2 separate regions of the Sus scrofa genome follow, and region 2 is linked to region 1. The links are chromatin contacts, called in public Hi-C maps. All regions are on one chromosome and are shown on one strand. The core of a region is the stretch at or near the end of the contact, and the rest is flanking DNA. Distances in the headings are between cores, read along the strand shown. Region 1 holds the start of CCDC126 (coiled-coil domain-containing protein 126). Region 2 holds the start of DBF4 (DBF4 zinc finger).

Region 1 (4,955 bases), core at 780-3,279:
ACCTACACCACAGCTCACGGCAACGCCGGATCGTTAACCCACTGAGCAAGGGCAGGGACCAAACCCACAACCTCATGGTTCCCAGTCGGATTCATTAACCACTGCGCCACGACAGGTACTCCCTTAATTATTTTTTAAATGCATCTGTCACTCAAGACATTAAACAAAATTCATGAGGCTCCAATGGCTTTTCCCCACTGTAACTGTAAATTCAAAAACAGCACTACTCAGGGAGTTTTCTTGTGGCGCAGTGGGTTAAGTATCTGGCAGTGTCACTGCAGTGGCTTGGGTTGCTGCCGTGGTGCAGGTTCAATCTCTGGCTTGGGAACTTCCACACACCGCCCTCTGGGCCAAAAAAAAAAAAAAAACACTAGCATTACTCAGAACATGTTATTTCACATACTGCTGAACAGTGTTTGAGCTCAAAGTAGTACAGAACAGACATTCTAAATAAAAACAATTTCAACTAAGGACCATAAAAATTTCCTTGAAGAAAAACATCACCTCTATCAGTAAAATTCAAGAGAAAACAGTTCAAGAACAACTGAATCTAAAGCACTAATGGGAAACGTTTCAAGTCATTCCTTAGAAAATTTATTGCAATCATTCAACTTATTCTGAGAACAAAAACTACAACTTGGAAACACAAATCCCAAAGGGGGAAAACTACTAGCCAGCGGGAAAGTGTAGAGAAAGAAAAATACTGAACTAGGGTAAAGTGATGAAGCCCCACTAAGGATTGCAGAACACCTAGATGTTTACTCTGCCAAAACAAATACTTGAGCTCCTCTAAGGATCCCCCACAGGACTCGGCTGGGAGTGGGGGTGGGGTGAATAAGTCCTTGTATCTCTAAAGCTGATCCACAGCAGAGTCATCAATTTCCTAAGAACCTTCTCAGCCATCTTCAAACTGCGGAAACTGAGAAGACTGCATATTTTAAAGAATTCCTGTCTTAGGTTTAAGACGAATAAAGTATATAAAGTGAAGAATACACGACCTGGAGTGCTTATGATTAAACAAGGAAAAACAACATCTAGATGCCACTTCAGTATAGCTAATGTAAGTACCAAACTCAAAGAATTTTTTCATCAAATGAAGAATTCATGGCGTTTGTAAGCATACTATTTCTTATTCCAGCATCTTAAAAGGTGTGTGTTGTTACTGCCACTTGATTGAAGAGAAAACTCAGGCTTAGAGCCTTTAATTAACCAAGGTCACTAAGGCCAGGCAGTGAGTCGATTAGGCTGGAATCGAAATTGTCTGAGCCACTCTTACTTAATAAGGCTTGTGAGACCAGCCACAGTCGACACAGTTTAAGTTCATCCCTATTAGTCATCCAGGAGCTAAGTTTCGAAGGGAAAAGTGAAAAAGGGCATTTGACTTTCTAAGTAGAACAGAACTGAGCTGTCAGAAACAGAAAAAGAAAGAGAGTGCTACTGCCGCACGGGCGCTCCATCCCCTCAGCTCTGGACCGGCGCTCCTCGCGCCTGCTGCCGCGGGACGAAGTCCGCCGCGCTCGGTTCTCCGCCCAGGGCCCACAGAGCCGCGACTGTCAGAATCGAAGGGCAGGGACAAAGAGCCTCCCGACAGTGACCCGGGGCTGCCGGACAGTGCCCGAGCCGGGTCTCCGCAGCCGCCGGGTAGCAGCGGCCCCGATAGGGCGGGGGGCGGGGCGCGGCGGAGAAGGGGCGGCCGCCCTGCCCAAGAGGATCCGCGAGAGGCGCGGCCGAGCCGGCGGAGATGCCTCCACCCGCCGCTTCCCACTTGCCCCCGCCGCTTCCCTCTTGCCCCCTCCTCATTACCTTGTCTCGGGGCTTCTCGTCACCGTCGCCGACGCCAACGGGCTCCCGAACCAAAACGGCGCAGCGAAATCCGAATAACAGACGTCAGCGGCGTCCCGCGCTTGGGAAGCAGCCTTCAGGTCGGAAGGAGGAAGGCCGAGCACTGGGAGTCACAGACAAGATTGATTCCCGGGTTGTGGAGATTCTACTCTTCTCGCCCCTCACACTCCGCTTCCGCTCCGCCTCCTGGCCCGGCCCTTCCCCCCACTTCGGAGACCTGCTGGCCGCGGCGCGCGGCATTGTGGGGGATGTAGTCCCCGGAATGCGGAAGCGGCGGCACGTGCTTCTAGCCGGCGCACACCTACTCCCGGTCAGGATGACGCCGTTGCGTGGCAACTGGAGAGGGCGGCCAGCTCCTTCTTTGGAATCCGGGATGAGCTTGAGGGAGGCGTGCTTTCTGCTTTAATTCGTTGCAGCTGCTGAAAGAAGAGCGTGGGCGGCTCAATCAAATCCTCCAGCTGGGAACCAGCAATTACACACTGCTGGCTCGAGGTAGAAGGGCTTAGCAGTGATTTAAAGTATACTACTAACAAGAATGCCGGTTATTGCCCTGGAATGTTCTTAGCCAATGGAGTAAGGCAAGAAAAATAAAAGGACTAAAGACTGAACATGAAGGGAAGAAATTAATAATATTATGTGACAAATCGAAAAGAATTAAAGATAAAATGTTACAATTAATGAGTTCAACAAGGTTAATGGATACAGTATTTTTAAACCAATTCATATTTCTATACTCCAGGAAAAAAGAGAACTGAATTTTTTTCGTTAGAAATTTGAAGCTTACAATAGCGTCAAACAAGTATCAAATATGGAGGAATAAATCAATCAAAGATATGCAAGACTTACATGAAGAAAAACAATTTTTTTTTCAGGGCCTCACCCGAGGCATAATAAGGTTCCCAGGCTAGGGGTCCAATTGGAGCTATAGCCCCTGGCCTACGACTAGCAAAGTCACATCCAAGCCCAGTCTACAACCTACACCACAGCTCAAGGCAACATAAGATTCTTTACCCATTGAGAGAGGCCAAGGATCGAACTCGAAACCTCATGGTTACTATTCGGATTCGTTTCCGCTAAGACATGACAGGAACTCCAAAAAAATTTTTTTAATTGCTGCCCTGAAACATATAGAAGTTTCCAAGCCAGGGATTGAATGAGTCAAGCTGTGCCCTATGCTGCCGGTAGCACCAGATCCTTTATCCCATTGAGCTGGGCAGGGGATCAAACCCATATGTCAGCAGCGGCCCAAGGTGCTGCAGTCAGGTTCTTAATCCTCTGTGGCACAGCAAGAACTCCAAAAAAAAACATTTTAAAACACTGAAAAAGACCTAAACAAAAGATGATAATATATGTTCACAAATTGGAAGTTTCAGTACTGAAAGATATAAGTTCTCCCCAGATTTATCTGTAGATCCAGTGCAATTCCACATAAATCTCAGTGTGTGTGTGTGTGTGTGTGTGTGTGTGTGTGTGCACACGCGCAGGCGCAAAGAGCAAAAGAAACTTAAGAAGCTAATTTAAAATTTTATGCAAGAGCACAGAATTCCCGTTGTAGAGCAGTGGTTAACAAATCTGACTAGGAACTATGAGGTTGCAGGTTCGATCCCTGGCCTTGCTCAGCGGGTTAAGGATCCGGCATTGCCGTGAACTGTGGTGTAGTTCGCAGACGCAGCTTGGATCCCGTGTTGCTGTGGCTGTGGTGTAGGCCGACAGCTACAGCTCTGATTCGACCCCTAGCCTGGGAACCTCCATATGCCACGGGAGCAGCCCTAGAAAGGCAAAAAATATATAAATAAAAAATAAAATTTTAATGCAAGGGCAAAGACAGGCATACATGGGGAAGAGAAGGAAGTAAAAGAAAGAAGAGGAGAAAGCCTCATGAAACCAGATAGCAAGCTTTATTATAAAGCAATAATCATTAAGGCAGTGTGGTATTGGATCAAGGATACACCATTTATACCAATAGAACAGAATAAAGAGACCAGAAAGTCTCATCCATACATGGGAATTCGATATATATTGTCATGAGGTGATGCAACGCAATACTTAAAGAATGGTTTTCAATAATTGATGCTGGGACAAATTTCCATTTAGAAGAAAAAAAGTGAAATCGGGCTCTTCATATTACACACAAAAAAATCATTTCCGGGTGGATATTAGATTATAAATTTGAAAGGCAAGATAATAAAGCTTTTAGAAGATAAAATAAGAGCATATCTCCATGACTTCAAGGGTAGGAGTAGACTTTTTAAATTAATCCAAAATCACTAATTATAATAGAATAAACTATACATCATCTACATTAATATTTTAAGGCTTGGTTTCATCAAATGACACCTTATTAAAAGAGCTAAGGAATTCCTGCTGTGGCACTGTGAGTTAAGGATCTCGCATTGTCACTGCTGTGGTGCAGGTTTGATCCCCATCCCAGCACAGTGGGTTAAGTATCCAGTCTTAGCACAGCTGTGGCACAGGTCGCAGGTGCAGCAGCTCAGATTTGCTCCCTGGCCAGGAACTTCCATATGCAGCTGGGCAACCAAAAAAGTAAAATAAAATAAAAATAAATAAAAGAGCTTTAAAAAAAAAAGCCTCAAATAAGAAATTATAGCATTATGTTGTATGTCCCATATTTACACAGAAGTGTATGTTAATTATCTCTCAATAAAACTGAAAAAAAACTTACAGCATGTAGAACCAAGAGAAGTCTTTGGCGGGAGAGAGATGGGGGGGAGACAGCCAAAGCATGTGGAAGTTCCCAGAACAAAGATCAAACCCCAGCCACAGCAGCGACCTAAGACGCTGCAGTGACAATAGCAGTCCTTAACCGACTATACCACGGGAGAATTCAGAGAAGTACTATATCCAGAATATGTAAAGAACTACAGTCAGAAGAAAAAGACTTGAACAAACACATGACCAAGGAAGAAATTCAAATAACCAGTAAGCATGAGAAAGTGTCCATCTCGTAAGAGAACAGGGAATTCACACCACAGCAAGGTAATACTACACTACCCACCAGAATGGCTAAAATGGAACAGAGTGATAATTATGTCACTCCCATATATAAACCCTAAGAAAGGCTCATGTGCTCCAGGATGTATGTGCAAGAATAT
Region 2 (4,955 bases), core at 1,690-4,189, 110 kb before region 1:
TATGACCATGTCCCTCTTCTGGTGGCTACTAAAAGATCTGAGTTTCATTCCCGGCTTTTTTTGGGGGCGGGGGGCACCTGCAGCATGCATAAGTTCCAGGGCCAGGTAGGGATCAAACCAGCACCACAGCAGTGACAACACCAGATCCTTAACTAGCTGAGCCACCAGGAAATTCGTTGAGTTTCAATACCGTTTCTTTTTTTTTAGGGCCACACCTGCAGCATTCAGAACTTCCCAGGCTAGGGGCTGAACCAGAGCTGCAGCTGCCAGCCTACACCACAGCCACGCCAGATCTGAGCCACATCCTGGACTTACACGGCAGTCTGCAGCAACGCTGGATCCTTAACCCTCTGAGCTAGGCCAGGGATGGAACTTGCATCCTCATGGGTACTAAACAGGTTCTTAACCCACTGAGCCACAAAGACAACTCCCAAAAATAATTTTTTTAAATGTCCTTAGGTTACAGATCAGACATTTTTTAACACTGTCCAGTAAAAACAGACTTTCTGCTTATTCACAGCTTGACATTATCACTTACAGTGCAGTCAAGGGTGTGTCTAAAAGCCTAGGATGACAATATGTTACTGTTCTTCCTCAATACAGTAAATAAGAAAGGTACCTCATCTTTCCCTGGAACATAAAATAGACTCCCTGTTTTTCTTTTCTTCAACAGAAACATGTATAAATCTTTCCCATATCCCCCAAACCTCCCCAAGACCCTATTGTCCCTTCCTATAAATTCCCTACAGGGACAAATTTTTTAGTAATATATTCAACCTGTCTCCACTTCAAGCCCATCATTTTTATATAGTACTTACCTTAGCCATCTACTGAAACTGTCACTAAGTAACCAAAAAACATCTTCATCACCAGAATCCAAGCCCTATTTTTCCAGTCTTAGCCTTTTGGAACTCTGAAGACGGAGAGGCTGATAACAGGAGTTCAACAAAACGACAGCACTTGCCAGCTCTCACTCTATCAGGCACTGCACTAATAATTAGCTCTCAAAAGAGTTTCAATTAATTCTCAGAACACCTGGAAGTGTTTATTACCCTCTTTTCACAAATTAAAATCTAGATCAAAATTACCCAAAGCCATATAGTTAGTAAAGCCTGTCAATCCCAATGTTTTTAACTATGTGACATTTGAAGACTGGTTCCCAGTTCTAACTCTGTGGCCTTTTCTCCATCTCTTTCTCTATTTCCTCATCCTCTGCTCATCACTACTTCTCCTATTTCACATGCTCTCCAGGGCAATTTCATTTTCTCCCATGACTTTAACTGCATTCTATATTAGGTGTTTCTCAATCTTTTAAAACTTCTTGTGAACATATAAATCTTGTGCTCTTTTTGTAGCCTACATTTTGAAAACAGATTTTATTTCCCAAAAAGAAATTCTAATGGAAATATGTTTGTTCAAACTATACCTCCTCCAAGATCTGATAACCTTTTACATATCACCCTATGACTGAGAATCAGTGATTGGTCTGTACCATGTCTCTCAAATCAATCTATATTCCCTTTCTGTGCCACCACCATCACTCCCTCCAGAACATCTCCCCTGAATTATAGACAAATATTACCAAGCGTCTAATAAAGACAGTTCCACACCTGTCTCCTCAAGCCCCTCAAACTAAAACCATCACTGCAAAACTCTAATTTCCCTTAGCAAACCTGGACCACCTCTCTGTGCTCTCCATTTTGACTAACGGTATTACAATTTACCCTTATCTTTGCTTTAAACTACCTATTTGTGAAACGGTGATATCGGCACTAACTTCCCCGAGCTACTGAGTTAAAAATCAATCATTAAACAATAAGTGACCACCGAGGCCAGGAGGTAAGAAAAGCAAAACAGCACAAGATTTAACCCTTTTTACTCTTTAAGAAGTTTAAGAGCAGAAACACCAAAATTCATTTTGTATGTGTAAGCGCTCTCCCACTTAGAAAATTAATTTACTTCTCAAAACATTCAAATTTATTCTTTACTACAAGTCCCGGATGAAAAAACTGAGTCTCAAAGGGATTAGGTAATTAAACCCAAGTTTTACAGGCTAATCGGTGGTTGGTCCAGACCCCAAATCGTAGACTTGAGATTTCGAATTCCCCTTTCGTTCTGTTATTGCTGAAATAAACTTCTACCCAATAAGACGAAAACAACAGAGTGCACAGCAGAGGTTAACTGAGCGGTGCACACAAGCATCAAAAGGCACAAAGCGCCCCGGACGCGCTCCAGGCCGGGGCCTTCAGGCCCAACCCTCGCTCCGACGCCCCCCCCAAACCCGCCGCCGCTCTCTGCCGGGAGAGTCCCTTTGCGGCCTGCCTCCAGCCAGCGGGGCGACCGCGGGAAAACTACGCTCTGCGACTCTGGGCGAGCCGAACAGAGTCTGTCGCTGCCAACCTGCCCGGCCTAAAGGTGAGTCCTGGCTCGGCCGCAGCCGCCGCGCTTCCAGCCCTCCGGACAGGTCGAGGAAAACTAGCGTACCTGAGGGAGGAGGCGGCTGCAGTGCAGGCGGTCCCAGCAACCTCAAAAGGCGGGAATGACGCTGAGGGCAGGGTGGGCCGGCCTTTGGTGCTAACTGCATTCACTACGTTTGGTCAACTCCGAGCCACAGGGACTGTACAAAAAAGCATAGGGACAAGAAGCAGCAGGAACCAACCGCGAAGATGAGGCTGAGAAAGCATCGCAGTGGGGGAGGGGAGCGGGTGGAGACGCGGCCCGTGGGGGCGGGGCGCACGGCGGGAGGAGGCGGGGCGTGAGGGGTGGGGCGCGCAGCGCGAAGAGGCGGGCACGCAGGGGTCCAGCGCGACGCGAGGGGGCGGGCACGTGGGGGCGAGCGCGAGGCGGGGCGAGGCGTGCCGCGTGAGAGGGGGCGGGGCGCGCGTATCGGCGCCGCGTCGCGTGACGCGTTTTCAAATCTTCAACCGCCGCAGCCCACTCGTTGTGCTTCACCTTTTCCTGCTCCGCGCCCTGGGGTTAAGTTCGGCCCCGGAAACCCGGCGGATAGACGCGGCCTCTCTCCTTCGTGGGTGTGGTGGCCCGCGGAAGAGGAGAAGCGAGCGGCCGGTCAACGGGCCTCGAGGAGCTGTGTTTCCGCGGCCACCCGGCGCGACACCCTCCCCGGACCCAGCATGTAGGTACCGGCGAGTTGCCATGAACTCCGGAGCCATGAGGATCCACAGCAGAGGACATTTCCAGGGTATGAAGCCCCTCCTCCGCCCGCAGTCCCTTTAATCCTTTCCTCCCCTCCTGGTTCCATTATTAATTCTTGAGATTTCTCGCGCTGAGTCTGCTGCTTTCCTATTCTGACATGTTCCTTCTGCTCTGAGGCCTGAAGGAAGGCTCGGTTTAAGGTTTTGCCTCAGAAAGTGAGTGGATCCCGGCCCTGCTCTCGCGCCCTCAGCGTTCCAGCTTCAACCGCAGATTCCCAGTGGTGCCTTCGGTTGTGAAATCTGAAGACAATGTGCGAACCCGGGAACTCTCCGGGGCTCCCACAGACGCTGCGACCGTTTGAGGCTGTAGCTAGAGTCTCTTTAAAAGCAGATGTGCTGAGGGCTTTTCGCTTCAGGATTAAATTGGGTGATTGTGGGTGTAGATTTTTGGTTTTACTCATAAAGTGGAGGGAAAGTATTTGTATTTCAAACACACCATTGTTGTTTTCAAAATAGAAACAAAGGTAAATTTTCATTTTTCGATCACTTTTATTTGGTAAAGGATTCCAGCCTTTAAGTTTTCCTTTTAGATGTATAGTGTATATGTATATTTACTGTGGTCTTCTACTTATGAGCAGATTGAGTCCTTAATTTTTTAAACAGTTGTTTGGATCTCAAATTTGTTTTCAAAAGAATGAAATGAATGGTGATTTAGTTCTTCAAATGGACCATTTAGTTCTTAATATGTACAGTAACTCTGACTGAAACTAAACCTTGAGCAGATAGAAACTAGAGGATTGGGTCATTCTGGGTAACAGGTTTCTTGCATTATTTGATGTTCAACATGTTAAGTACCAGTTTTGAGTGTTCAACAGAATGGCAGAAGCTCCTTGAGTATTTGGTAAGTACTCCACGGAGTTTACATCCTAAGATGTAATTGGTTTCATATAGTTCCCTGCCTTAACGCATAAAACATGAATAAACACGTATTTCCTGCAAATCTAACTACTGACTGTAAGCAGTAATTATTTTGTGACATAGTGTTTGTTAAAATATATAGGGTATTTTGCCTTTATTCTGTGTGGTACTACAAAATGTTAATGACTGCTAAATTAGTGAAATTATAAAGATTTTTCCCTCTATATAGTATGATTATTATATAAACGAATATTTTCAAAACAGTAGAAATTTCATCTACATAAAACATCATCTGATTCTAAATTTTTTAAACAACAGGTGGAATCCAGGTTAAAAATGAGAAAAACCGACCATCTTTGAAATCTCTGAAAACTGATAACAAACCAGAAAAATCCAAATATAAGCCACTCTGGGGAAAAGTGTTTTATATTGACTTACCTTCTGGTGCCCTGTCTGAAAAACTGCAAAAGGACATTAAGGATCTAGGAGGGGTAAGTCAAAACCATACACTTTTGACGAAAAAAGAAAACTTTGTAACTAGTACTTTCTAATATGTAATCATTTAAATTTTTCTTTTTGGAAAACTTACAACCACATAAACACTAAGCTTAAAATTTCTATCAGCTGTTGATCATAAATGATAAAATTTTCAGGTTTCTGTGATTATTAGTCTGGTGTAAAGTTCACAAAGAGTGAGATTGTCTTCTGGTTGTCTTGTTGGGATATCCTCCAGATGGAAGGAGCTTCTTGATTATGATTGGGAAGCTACATAAAAGAATGTTATTTACAGAACATGGAAAACTGTTCAAACCACAAAGACTTAAAATTCCTCTTGAATGATAAAGTCTCAGTAGAATGAATGTCATTAAGAAAACAATTTTGGAT

The links. Hi-C and Micro-C count contacts between places; a contact is called where the count stands out from the background.
Region 2: a Hi-C map of brain shows a contact between it and region 1, with 4 times the contacts expected there. The contact joins the promoter of DBF4 here to the promoter of CCDC126 in region 1. A contact is called at or near these places in 3 of 5 promoter capture datasets (fetal liver, fetal skeletal muscle and liver), 13 of 47 Hi-C or Micro-C datasets (brain, embryonic fibroblasts, fetal heart ventricle and 7 more) and 2 of 2 datasets of contacts at active chromatin or transcription factors (alveolar macrophages and skeletal muscle).

Annotation. Positions count from the first base shown.
Region 1 is chr9:92,369,144-92,374,098 of Sscrofa11.1, reverse strand. CCDC126 (coiled-coil domain-containing protein 126) reads right to left here and starts at 2,029. Exons shown (of 3, transcript XM_003357478.4): 1 at 1,804-2,029.
Region 2 is chr9:92,479,299-92,484,253 of Sscrofa11.1, reverse strand. DBF4 (DBF4 zinc finger) reads left to right here and starts at 2,939. Exons shown (of 12, transcript NM_001137637.1): 1 at 2,939-3,199; 2 at 4,389-4,561. The coding sequence starts at 3,154. It overlaps SLC25A40 (solute carrier family 25 member 40), which reads right to left and starts at 2,729. Exons shown (of 12, transcript XM_021102524.1): 1 at 2,485-2,729.